Linked DNA regions of Sus scrofa: region 1 is linked to region 2. Evidence: chromatin contacts called from public promoter capture Hi-C data. All regions are on one chromosome and are shown on one strand. The core of a region is the stretch at or near the end of the contact, and the rest is flanking DNA. Distances in the headings are between cores, read along the strand shown. Region 1 holds the start of UBE2M (NEDD8-conjugating enzyme Ubc12). Region 2 holds the start of ZNF444 (zinc finger protein 444).

Region 1 (6,397 bases), core at 941-3,440, 2.7 Mb after region 2:
AGTGCAAGGCCATGAAGGGGGCCTGGCGGGCAGGGCTGGAGAGCAGCGGAGGGCTAGTGCCCTCACCTGAGGATGTTGAGGCAGACGTTGCCCTCGAGGTCAATGTTGGGGTGATAAACCATCGTCTCACACTTCACCTTGGGGGGGTCATGCGGGTAACCCTGGCCCACCTGGCTCCAGGAAGAGAGAGGGGAGGTGGATAATGCCCCAGCAGTGTCTGGCTGGAGCCTCCGCTGCTGCCTTCTCAGCCCAAGGAGCCACCCCTGTCCACCTGGGACTCACCTTAAAACTGAACACAAACTTCCCGCTCTTGTAGAAGCCCTGTGAGGGAAGAGAAGAGGAAGTAGGACCCCATCACCCCATCCTGCAGGGCCTGGCAGGTGAACCAGGTATTCCCACCTGAGGAAACGCAGTGAAGGGTGCCCTCACCTCATCAGGACAGATAACCAGCTTGAAGTTGAGGAGGTCGTCTGGATCTGAAAAACTGATGTCACACGTCTTGGGCAGATTCAGCTCGTTTATGTCTGGGTTTACACAGCAGAGAAAGGAAATAGAAAGGAAGGTGCTCAGAAAAGGGGCTGGCGTCAGCAGAGCTCCCACCGCCTCCGCCAGGGCTCGAAGGGGCCTCTCCTGGGCGGTGGGCCACATCCCCAACCCCCTCCCTGCTCTTTCTGCTCCCCAATCCCCAGGTAGGGTCTTGTGGATCTACAGAACACACTGCAAACTTGCATGTTTAATCGTGGCTGTACCTGAGCTTCTTGCCTAGGGTAAGCTCCAGTGTTTCTGAATCCACAGCCCTAAGTCCCAGGTCCCAGCACCTGGGTCCCTCCAACCCAACTCCCAAATGCCCCATCAAGCCCCTGACTACCCCACACCCAGGATCCCTGGCCATAACCTCCACTTTCTAAAGGAGTCCCCACTCAAGGAACTTATTCCTCCCCACCCCCTAAATCACTCCCTCCACCAATCCCCAGCCCCACCGTTCATCTACATCTCTGCTTGTCATCCCAAACCCAAGTACCCACCTGACCCTCAGATCTATGGGTCCCCAGCCCTCCTACCCACACCACTCTGACTATAAGATTACCTGCATCTCCAGCGTGATCGTTTAAACTCAACCTTTCTCTTTCTCTAATCTCTGGCACACACTATCCCTCTCCTCCTCGTGTCACCCCAAAGCCAAACTGCCATGTGACTGCCCCCTGACCCAGGAATGCCAGGACTCTAACCTACTTCACCACGTCTGACTCTTGATTCCTAATGGCTCCAGCATAAAACACTGTCTCTCACTCCATTCCTCAATCCCGGCCCCCGCTATCTGTATCTCCTCTGCCTGTCATCCAGGTTCCCGTCTGATCCCCAGACTCTCGAATCCCTGGTCCTCCCCCTCCACTGCGTGACCCTCAGATTCCCGGTTCCTAGTATCAAACGCCTGGCATTCGGAATTCCCTAAACGCCCCATCCTAGGCCTCCCATCTCTGACCCCTCCAATGACTGTATTACCCCCAACCCCCACCCCCAGGGCCCCGATCTCCAATCCCCACATCCGCAACCCCATTTCCGACATCTCTGACCCCCCTGGCGACCACATCACCCTCACCCAGGCTCTGACCTCCGACCTCCACCCTCATCCCCCGACCTCCTACCCTTCTGGATCCGCAACTGCGCCGCCGACGCCTTCTTGCTGCTGCCCTTGGTGCCGCCCGCCGACTCCTCCTCCTTCTTCTGCTGCTTCAGCGAGAACAGCTTGATCATCCTGCCGCCGCCGCCGCTGCCGCCGCTGCGGGGCCCGGGACCCCGGCCACCCGGCCCCCCGCCGCCGCCCGCGCCGCCTCCGCCACTCGGACCCGCCGCCGCGGCCTTCTTGGCTGCTGCCGCCACCCGCCCGGCCTGCCGCGCCGCTCCGCGCCCACCGCGCGGCCCGCGTCGGCTCCCGTAGTCGGCTCCGGCCTGGCCCGGCGCCTCGGGCTCGCTCGGCAGCGCTCGGGCCCGCTCGGCTGTCCTCGGGCCCGCTCGGCCCCGCCCCACCCGCCGCTCCCTCCTCCCCTTCGCCCACTTCGGTGTCCTGAGGGCCAGCTGCTGCGGGGACGCCGGCTTCTCTGGCTACGCCGCTGGCGCGCTCCCTCGCTCCCTGCGCGAGGGGCGTCTGCGGCTAGAGGTGGAAGGGGGGAGGCGAGGGCCTCGGGGGAGGCGGCCGCGTACGGAAGGAGTGTCGGCTTCCGCGGCAGCGGCGGCTTCGGCGCGGAGGTCTGCAACGGCCTCGGGCGCCCCACCGCTTCGGATATTTCCGCCGCCTGCCCGCCTCGGCTCTTCCCGCCCGAACTGCTCTGTGCGCCTGCGCAGCAGCCGTCGCCGCCGCCGCCCCTCTGCCTTGCCTCTCGGTGGGACTGGGGATCGGGCTGCTTCGGCTAGGCTCGGGCATTTCCGTCCGTGCAGACCGTCCCGTGGTCACTTCCGGGGACGCCCGCGGAGCCAGGGAGGGGGCGGTGCTGCGGCCGTCTTTAAGTGGGGCAGATGCGGGCCGCTTCATTTGTGGTCCAGCCATTCCCATCTGCAGTCGTGCGGACGGCAGCGAAGGTGGGTCAAACAAGGTGCTTGCCCCTGCGGGTCATAGGCTGAGGCAGGGTCAGGGCCAGAGCCTGAGCAAGGCCTAGAGGGTGCAGGGTCCAGCACCTTCCGTGTCCCCTTGCAAACCGAAGAACCCGCTCGCAGAGACTCCGGTTTAGGTAAACTAACGAATAAAACATGTACTGTGGCAGAGAATAGCAAGCACTGCGAAAATTTACACGGGAGACGGAACATGGGGCACGGCCTCCCAGCGCGTGTCCCCTGTTTGGCAGAGGCGCCCTACGCCCTTTCGAGGTGTGCGTGCTGTGGGCGGGGCTAGCCTCCCCTCCAATCACAGTTCAACGTGCCTCGGTGGGCGGGGCGGGAGGAAGCGCCGAAGGATTCACCGACTTCCGGATGTTACCACGGGTGCTGTCAGGCTGTGAGCGCCGTAGAAAGGGCTGGTCCGGGCGGGCGACCCGGCTCGTGGGCCGGCCGGGGCTCTGCGCTTCAGCCTTCTCACGTCCGAATGCGGCTCCCGTCGCCTGTTCCATTCCGTCACTGCGGCCACGTGCCGCCATTACCGAGGCATTTTGTGGGAAGTAGTCCCGGCGCGGCGCTGGGGGCCGGCAGGCACGATCCTTGGCCTCTTGCCGGGCGATCGGGCTCCGTCCTCACCCCAGGAAGTCGCTTCCATCCCTTTGGGTCTTGGTCTGGCCTCCATCCCGGGCCCAGCCTCCTCGGAGGCCCTGCCCAGGCACCCTCGGCGTTCTTGGGCTCCGTGGACTGGATCCCAGTGTTGTCTGCGCAGCCGCTTTCCCTTTCGGTCCTTCCATTCGCCTTCCACCATCCCAGAAGCTTCTTTCAGCTTTCTAGCCCTAGCCTCACAGTCCCAGTATGGTTGACTCCCTTGAGAGCTGAGTGTTGGAGAGGCGCCAGGGTGAGGACGAGGGACCAGAAGCCTCAAACAGCTCAGGTTTTGGGGGGTTGACAAGCTTGCAATCATCCTAGCTTCAGGCTTCGGACATGGCTGGCCCTGGGACCCGGAGGCCCCCTCTGGACTCAGTTTCCATCCTCCTCTATCCCTTCCTCCGTTCTTTTCATCCACTGTGCTCTTAACTGATTGTTTTTGTACAGGACATGAGGGTTGATGACTGTCTCGCGGTTTACCAAGTCTCGGCGTAGTTTCAATTGTCCAGGTTACTTCATGTGTCCACTAGTCAGGCCAGTTGCTGGGGCCCTTCAGCTCAGGTCCCATCTGGTGATGGGGTATTGGTTCCCTGGAGAGGTGACACTGGACTAGTCAAAGCTATGATCTTGGTCTTGTGGCTTCCCACCAAACAGTAGCTAAGACTTAACCATGGAGCAAAATGCTGGGCAAAGGGGACTGTGGTGTCTGGACCAGGGAGGAGGGGATGGCCTAACTGTGGCGGGGCACTGGGTTGGAAGTGATGGAGCTAAGCTGTATGTTCCTTGTCGCCCTTGTGGCAGAGGGACACAGGTGGTTTGGGTAGCACATGTGCATGTATCCCGTGGGCCTGCAGCCTCTCAGACAGCACAAAGCTTCACCCAGGCAGGTCAGGGCCAGTGCCCTGGAGTGACTGTGCAGAATGTGGCTAGTGAGTTGTGAGGGTGGACGTGCACCCGGGTTGTTATCATGGTTTTGAGACCCGGGAAGAAAGGGTCTGTTTTGGGAATGAGGGAGCAGGAGCAGTCAGGAAAAGGGGGCTGAAGGGCTGTGGGCCTCCAGCCTAGACATGGATGGCTACGATCAGAACGGTGATGGGAGATGGAGAGAAGTGGATAGATTCAGGAGGCTGGGGTTTGGGTGAGAATGGATGGATGTGGCATGGAGAGGCTGGGCTTGGGAGTGAACAGTGTGGGCACAGGTACAGTCAGTCCAGGACAGGCTGGGCACTGTTGTGGGTTTCTTAGATGACCAGGGCTTGGGTATCCCTCTTCTGGGTTCCTCCTATGGTTCTGGCCCAGTGGGGCCAAGGGGTCATTCTTTCCCTACCCTCAGCCCTTGGATTCTCAACCCGCAGCCACATGATTGGATTAGTGTCCCACCAACTGCAGAAATGGCTTTTCATGGACGGTTCTTACAAAGCCGTTTGTGTTTATTTCTTAGGGCTGGTTCGGCAGGTGGGTCTTTGGACTTCTCAGGGCTTTAGGTGTGGGGCCCTGACTGAATGGCTCCATACTTTTCATGGTCATCGTAATTTTTCCTCTGTGGAATTTCTTTTTTTTTTGTCTTTCTGTCTTTTTAAAGCTGCACCCGTGGCATATGGAGGTTCCCAGGCTAGGGGTCTAATCGGAGCTGTTGCTGCAGGCCTACGCCAGAGCCACAGCAACACCAGATCCAAGCTGTGTCTGCGACCTACACCACAGCTCACGGCAACACTGGATCCTTAACCCACTGAGCAAGGCCAGGGATTGAACCTGCAACCTCATGGTTCCTAGTCAGATTCATTTCTGCTGCGCCAAGACGGGAACTCCAATTTCATGTTTTTATGTAGTTGTATCGGGACAGATTTCCCTTCGTGATCAACAGGAAGATGACCAAAGATGAGAGCTTTCTTGTTCTCGTTGTGTCTGATTATAAAAGTCACATAAGCTTGTAAAAAAAAAAAAAATCCACGTTACCGGGTTTAGAAAGTTCCGGGAGCATCTCTCCAACCTGAGACCGCTAGCTCCCTCAGTGTTCGCTCCTGTGCCCTCCCTGCTCTGATTCTCTCAGCCGCTTCACACCTTCCTCTCCCCTCTGATTCTGCAGATCCCAGACCAGGCTTCTCAGAAGTCCCCTTTGTGGTCAGAACAGTGGGTGCCGTCAAAGGGCTCAGGGGCTGCCCCCCACCCCAACGCCCACCCATGACCATGCTACACAGGAGTGCTCCTGCGTCGGGGAACTGCTGACTTTGCCAGATACGGTGGATGCCAGAGTGACTGATCTGGCTGGGCCTGAGTAGTGGGGAGTGGGGAAAGGAGAGGTTTAGGGGAGGAGAGGAAGCGGGGCTGAGGCAGGGAGCAAGCGTTCTCTAGCATTTCCTTAGGAAGCTCTGGCCCAGGCTGCCTTGTCTTTCCTGATACAGGGCCCAAATTTTGTGGGAGTCAGAGTGACCCAGAGTGGCAGGGGAAGGTCCAGATGCACTTCTGGAAGAAGCCTGGACTCAAGCGCCTAGAGATGCTGTTTCTGGAACTGCCTCGGTCGAGGGTAGGCTGGCAGCTGCCTAGAGTGCGGTTTAGGTCCCAAGCCAGATCCTGCCTCACGAAGACCCCCCTCTTTGGAACTGCCTTTCACCCCCTTGTCTCTGGCACCCACGGGTGGGTTGGGGGGCTATGTCAAGGCCCGAGCAATGGGAGCCGTAGAAGGGGAGGACAGGGCAGAAGAAGCCATGGCCCAGGAGGAGGCAGGAGGGTTCCAGAGATATCCGCCCTCAGCTCTCAGGACACGGGACTGAACTGGCAGTGTCTGTCCTCGTGTAAGCTGCTGCCAGCTGTGTCTCCTTACCTAACACAGGCCTGGTGGAGGCCTCCCAGTTTTGGGGGAGCACTGGGGAGGTTGTGCACAGGGCCTGAGAGGACTGAGGAACTGGCCCCAGGGCCTGCAGGCAACTTGTTAACCAGACCGGCAGGGGTCCTGTCTCAAGAGGACCCACCCTCTGTACCTGCCGGTGGTAAATATGCAAAAACCAGGCAACGTCCAGAAGGAATGGATTCGCAAATACAACCTTGCAGCTGTTATACCTAAGGAATGGATTCCTAGGTTTAAAGTTTCATGAACGCATCCTCAGGCCAGCTGTGGCCTGCTGGACAGCAGCTTGCTGCTTCTACACACCCGATAACCTTG
Region 2 (6,410 bases), core at 3,410-5,909:
GACAAATGAAACTTGAAAAAAATTTTTTTTCCACTTTTTGGCATATGGAGTTCCCCGGCCAGGGATCAGATCTGAGCTGCAGCAGACTCTGTAGCTGCAGCAACGTCAGATCTTCACCAACGGTGCAGGGCAGGGGATGGAACCTGCCTCCTAGCATGGCAGAGATGCTGCCCATCCGATTGCACCACAGGGGGAACTCAAAAAAAAAAAGTCTTTGTTTTTTGGTTGCCCCCAGAGGCAGGTGGAACTTCCCTGGCCAGAGATTGAACCCCTGCCGCAGTTGCAACCTGCACTGTTGCAACCTGCACTGCAGTCAACGGCAATGCCAGATCCTTAACCCCCTGGCTGTGCCACAGGGGAGCTTTCTAAAAATTATTTAGGGAAAAAACAGTCGATCCACATGATACGTGGGTTCCTTATCTGTGAACTCGCCTGCTTTCTAAAATGTGCTACGGGGAGTTCCCATTGTGGTGCAGTGGAAACGAATCCAACTAGGAACCATGAGGGCGTGGGTTCGCTCAGCTAATTAAGGATCCAGCATTGCCATGAGCTGTGGTGTAGTTCGCAGACTCTGCTAAGATCCGGCATTGCTGTGGCTGTGGTGTAGGCCAGCAGCTAAAGCTCCTATTCGACCCCTAGTCTGGGAACCTCCATATGCCACGGCAGCGGCCCTAGAAAAGGCAAAAAGACAAAAAAATAAATAAAATAATAACAAAATAAATAAAAAATAAAATGTGCTGCCCCAACCAATACCTCAAATTCATATTCTCAAGAAACCACCTTGGCTGACACCCTGATCTTGGACTTCCAGCCTCCAAAATGGTGAGAAAATAAATCTGACTCCCTCCTGCCATAGACCCTGCTCCCTGTCGCCTGTCCAGGAAAGGAGGTGCTCAGGCCAGGGCAGAATCTGCCCCTGGGGCTGCGCCAGGGCCTCGGAAAATCCTGAAATTCCTCCGTGAGAGGGAGATGCAGCTCACCACACCCACTGCTGGTCTTAAAACCCGGGTGTAGCCCCACCCCGACTCTCCCTTGCTGTGTCCCTTGGGAAAGTGCCCTTACCTCGAGAGCCTCGGTTACCTGGACTGTAAAATGGGCTGATGCTTTGATCTGCTCTGCCTTCTCAAGGGGTGAGCCCGTGAGGGAGCCGGCTAAGTAGCACAATGCGGGCAGTGCAGACCCCATCATTAAGCCATTCATTCCTAATTTCATTATTCATCCCCGAAGATGACTCACTCTCCGATCTGCCCCCACCCCGCGCCTCGCCCTCACTGTGGGGTGCAGCCGACTTGGACACGTTATTCCTGCATCCCAGGACTCGTCCTCTCCCTTGTTCGTCAGCTCATCCAACACCTGTTTATCCAATAAATATTACCTGAGTCTCCGGGTGCTCGGAGCTGGAGCCCCAGAGGTGAACCCAAGTGCTCCCCACCCTGGAGGATCTCCCTGCTTGGAACACCATTCAGAGAGAAAACGTTAATTATTATTTTGAGTAATAATTATATTGGTGCTACAAAGGAGCCGAAATGCTATGGTAGGTATGGTTAAAGTTGCTGCCAAAGGGATTCTCGCCCTCAGGCCTGGGAAGTAGGGTAAGAACCACTTTCTTTCAAGGCTTATTCGCTCTTTCAGGAGCAGCCCCCAAGCTGGGAGCTGGCAGGCCCGGGTCTGTGTTATTGGGTTCTTCCCCAGAGGGTGCGTGGGGCGCACACACACACAGTGTGGAGGCATGAGATGGAGAGAGAAGGGGCGCCATGGGAGCTCAAGTGAGGCCCTTCATCCACGCCGAGGACATGGTCTGGGAAGGCTTCCTGGAGGAGGAGGCATCTGAGCTGATCACTGAGGGATGTGCAAGGTTAGCAGGTTTAGACGTGGCAGGAGGACATCCAGGGAGTCCTTCCTTCAGTCTTTCCTTCCTTCTGTTCCTCACCAATAATTACGGAACCCTTGAATGCTGGAGAAACAGCGGTGGAGTGTGGATTCCACATAAATCACAGAGGTGATGTTGCACGAATGGCTACTTAACGTGCAGCGCCCTATGGTTAAAGCGTTAGAATTTGAAGAGGGCCATAGGAGAGCATTAAACTCAGCCTGAGACTCTGTGCAGCCGTACAGGCTGCAACTGCTTGGAACTGGCCCTTGTTATGTGTGTGAGTTTTGACAGCTTAACTCGAAAGGGCTTGAGGGGACTTATTTCACCTAGAGAGGTGTCTGGAGGTAGGGGAGCTCCAGCGAGAGTCAGTCATTCTTCAGTTTAACCATGCCAGGCGAGTTTAAAGTGTCTCCCCCCCAGCACCCCCCCACACACACACACACACACAGGACAACGCAGAAGGACAGCTGGCGGGGATACCTCTCCAGCCGGCGCCCCACAAACCTGCCTTCACACTTCATTGGTCAGAATGATGTCACACCCATGGGCCTCAGCCAATCGCTGGCGAGGAGAACAGATTGTCCGATTGGCTTAGGCCAATCAGCACCGCCCCTTATTGGGCCCTCACTATTCCCATGGGACTCTGTGCCAGGTCACCCCCAATTCAGATGAAGACATTGTTTAACTGGTCATCCTGGGTGTGGAAGCTAGGGGGTGCTGGATGGCTTTCTGAACCGTGAAAACACCCACTGAGCGGTGCTGAAACCGGATGGGCCCGGATTCCGTGGACCCTGACCACACCTGTATCCTCTGAGCCTGCCCAGCATCTGTCTTTCAACATCCCCCTCCTCCTCATTATTATTTTGGCCAATCCCGTGGCACCCAGAAGTTCCTGGGCCAGGGATCGAACCCGTGCCACAGCAGTGACAAGGACAGATCTTTCACTGGCTAGGCCAACAGCGAACTCCTTAATCTGTCTTATAATTGGTGCCCAGGACACAGGAATGTGACAGGTGACGAGTTGAGGGCATTCTTTGGTGAAATAAGCTATTTCATTACATGGTGGCTGGGCTGGTTGGGGTGGGGAGTAGGGGAGTCAAATTTGCACCTGGGTTGGGCTCGCTTTTTTTTTTTTTTTAATTTTTATTTTATTTTGCTTTTTAGGGCCACACTCGCCGCATATAGGGGTTCTTAGGCTAGGGGTCGAATAGAAGCTGTAGCCGCTGGCCTAAACCACGGCCACAACAACGCGAGATCTGAGCTGCATCTGCGACCTACACCCCAGCTTCTGGCAACGCAGGATCCTTAACCCACTGAGCTAGGTCAGGAATCGAACTCGCAACCTCATGGATCCCGGTGGGTTAGTTACTGCTGAACCACGAAGGGAACTCCTTGGGCTTGTTTTTATTAGTGACTCAGCTGTAGGTAAAAAAGAGCTAATGTTTATTGACCGACTCCTTACTCTCTGCCAAGCAGTGTTCTAAGTGCTTTGCATGTATTCACTCATGAATCCCCACCCTGGAAGAGGGTGATGGAAAAAGAAAATCAAAGGCGACCCTTCCATGTTTGGGGTGGGCATTTGTATGGATGATGGGTTTATCATCTAACATGGTAGAAAACTGGGGGAAAAGCAAGATTCTTTGCTGGGGGGAGGGGCAAAAATTCTCTTCTGCCCACCTTATGGTTTGAGATGCCTGTTCAAAAATCCAAGTGGAGACGTCAAGTGGGCAATCGGATGTGAGTGGGAACAAGAACATCGTGTTCCTGGAGCAGCAAAGATTCCGGTGTGGCTGGAACACATTGGGCAGGAGAGGCAAGGTGGGCAGAGAGGTGGGCCAGGGTAGGTTGGGTGACAATGAGGGGGTTGGCTTTCACCCAGTCTCGGACAGGAGGTTCTGACTCAGCCACTGACCACTTGTGAAACCAGGGGAAAAGTTCTTGTCCAGCTAATGAATGCTTGTGATGTGCCAGCCACCGTCACACCCTGTCTGCACATCAGTCCAGAAGGTGGGGGCGGGGGAGTCTCCTTCTCACCCTGCCCCGAGGAGACGAGGTGGGGAGGAGGCAATCACAGCCTTAGGTCCAAGCGGCTCCTGTTGTCCTCAGGCCTGGAACTGTCTGTGCATCGAACTGTAACTCATCTTTTCTGAGTTCCTGCCCTTGCTGGGACGTGCAGATTGAGACCCTGACCTACGAGGGTGCGTCGGGGACGTGCAGGCAGCACCCTTCCGACTCACACGGGGGAAACGGAGGCCAGAAACCGCCTGCCATTCTCCCAAGGGATGAGCAAGGTGCCTGGGTCCGCCCTCGAACCACACACTCCCCTCCAGCCGGCTGCAGCCTCACACCGCGATCCGGCTTCTTTCTCCCACCTCACTCACTTGTTCTGCCCGGATGGGGGAGGGGTGAAACCTGACCCGTTGTCAAGGAGACGCACCCTGTAGGCCCAGATTGGTGCAGAACTCTGGCCTGGGCCCCTCCTCCTCGCCCTCCCGCTCCTCGGGCCTGGGGGCCCTCATTTCCCGAGGGCCTGCCGCTCCGCGCCTCCTTCGGTCTCCATGGAAACGCCGCCACAGCTCCTCCCCCTCTCCGCCCACCGGCTGCTCATCCTGGCACGTTTGCGCATGCCTGGGGCCCAGGCCCCGGCCAATGGGAAGGCCCCGGCCAATGGGAAGGCCCCAGTGCGTTCTGGGTAATGTAGTCCAAAAAACCCTGGAGCGGTAAGAGAGGCCATGTTTGCGAGGGCCAATAGGTCGCTGGGAGGGCTTCGGTGCATCTTGGGAAATGTAGTTCTGGTGCTTGTGGAGCCATTCGGAGATGGGCGTGAGTGGGTCGCCACGGCGAGAGCCAATAGAAAGCCACCGTTGTTGCGATCCTTCCTGGGAGATGTAGTTCTAGGTGAGGCCGGCGGGGCCGTTGAGGGGAACAGATCCCTGGGTCTCTGGGAGTGTTGAGGGGAGGGGGACGGATGAGTTTGGCGCAAAGCCTGCCGGGGCATGGAGTTCTGATGAGCTCTGTGCGCATGTGCGAGGAGGCGAGGGGGTTTGGGGGGCCTCGCCCGGGAGAGTAAGGTGAGCGAGGGAGGAAAGGAGGGAGGGATCGGAGGGGGGCAGTTGGGCGAGCTTTGGGGAGAAGGGGTCCGGAGGAGGGAGGGACGGGAGAGTTGGCGGGAGGGAATAAGAAGGGGGCCGGGATGAAGGGGGAGGGGGAGGGAAGCGCGGACGGGAGGGGGAGGGCCCGGAAGGAGGAGGGGGTGTGGGCCCCGGAGGCGGAGAACGCCGGGGAGAGTTGGAAACTGAGGGAGGGGGCGGGGGAGGGCCGAGGGGGGTGGGCTGGGCCCTGCGATGGAGTCTGGGGGCGCAGGACCAAGCCGGTCAGAGAGGTTTGCGGAAAGGGGCTCGGGGCGGGGCGGGGCGGGGGGGGTGGTCCTCACGCGGGCGGGGTGCAGGTGGCTCCCCTCGTGCGTGTCCGTACAAGTTCGGTCGCACTTTCATGGAGTTGTGAGATTCCTGCGGATGAGACGAATTGCCTTGTTTCTGTCTCGATGGAGCTCCCCCCCCCCCCCCCCCCGCCTAGCTTGTTGCAAGGGATTAGGTTCGTGGGCGTGCAGCTCTTCAAGGCTGTGTTTGCTCTTGTTATCATCTGAAGCTGCCCTCCTCCCTGTCAGCCCCAGTCACCCAGTTTTATTTCCTGGTTTAACCCTTATTCCAGCTCGAACTTCGGTGTAATGCAGGTGTTTTTGTTTATGGCGGTATCCCCAGCACCTCACAAAGTAACAGTAACAGGAAAGGTTCGCTCCGGTTGGGGGCTTGGTTAGCACAGCCGAGTGTTGTTCTCAGCATCTTTGTTTTCCCCACATCTTGAATTCTTACCGCGACTCTTGGGTTAGTAGGACTCCTCTTCCCATTTTACACCCCGGGCAGGGCAACTCTGTGTGAAAGGCGTCGTACCTTGTTCAAGGACGAAGAGCTGGGAGGTGGCAGAACTGGGATTTGCTCCAGAGCCCTTTGCCCTGAGTAAATATTTGTCCATTGGGCCGGTGGCTCTCAACCAGGGGCGACTGTGCCACCCCCCCATCCCCAAGGGGACTTGTAGCGCTGTCTGGAGTCACAGTTGCGGAGATACTGCTGGCATCTGTTGCTAAGAGGCCAGCGATGCTGCCAAACATTGTAGGATGGCTCTTACAACGCAGTTATCCAGCCCCACATAACACTAGTGTAAGGGTAGGAAACCCAGGGGAGACAGGCAGGTCTTCATTGAATGCTTCCTTCTGATTCATCCTCCTGGCATCCCTGTTGGGAAAGCTACTGTTAGACCTATACTGCAGGTGGCGAAGGAAGCCCAGGGAAGGCCAGTCACAAGTCCAAGGTCGCACCATGGAGAGATGGCATCGTCCAGGGGCGCCTGCTGTGGCGCAATGGGATTGGTGGTGCCTCTGCCAGACACAGGTTCCATCCCTGGCCAGGCACAGTGGGTTAAAGGATCCGGTGTTGCTGCAGCTTAGGATAGGTCACATCTGTGGTTCAAAGCTGATCCT

The links. Promoter capture Hi-C pulls out the DNA fragments that hold promoters and counts their contacts.
Region 1: a promoter capture Hi-C map of liver shows a contact between it and region 2, with 5 times the contacts expected there. The contact joins the promoter of UBE2M here to the promoter of ZNF444 in region 2. A contact is called at or near these places in 1 of 5 promoter capture datasets (liver) and 1 of 47 Hi-C or Micro-C datasets (heart right ventricle).

The regions. Positions count from the first base shown.
Region 1 is chr6:63,106,425-63,112,821 of Sscrofa11.1, forward strand. UBE2M (NEDD8-conjugating enzyme Ubc12) reads right to left here and starts at 2,191. Exons shown (of 6, transcript XM_021097419.1): 1 at 1,647-2,191; 2 at 430-524; 3 at 283-321; 4 at 67-170. The coding sequence starts at 1,755.
Region 2 is chr6:60,453,348-60,459,757 of Sscrofa11.1, forward strand. ZNF444 (zinc finger protein 444) reads left to right here and starts at 4,660. Exons shown (of 4, transcript XM_021095118.1): 1 at 4,660-4,771. LOC102159166 (a long non-coding RNA gene) reads right to left here. Exons shown (of 3, transcript XR_002344832.1): 1 at 5,746-6,410; 2 at 5,307-5,382; 3 at 4,668-4,752.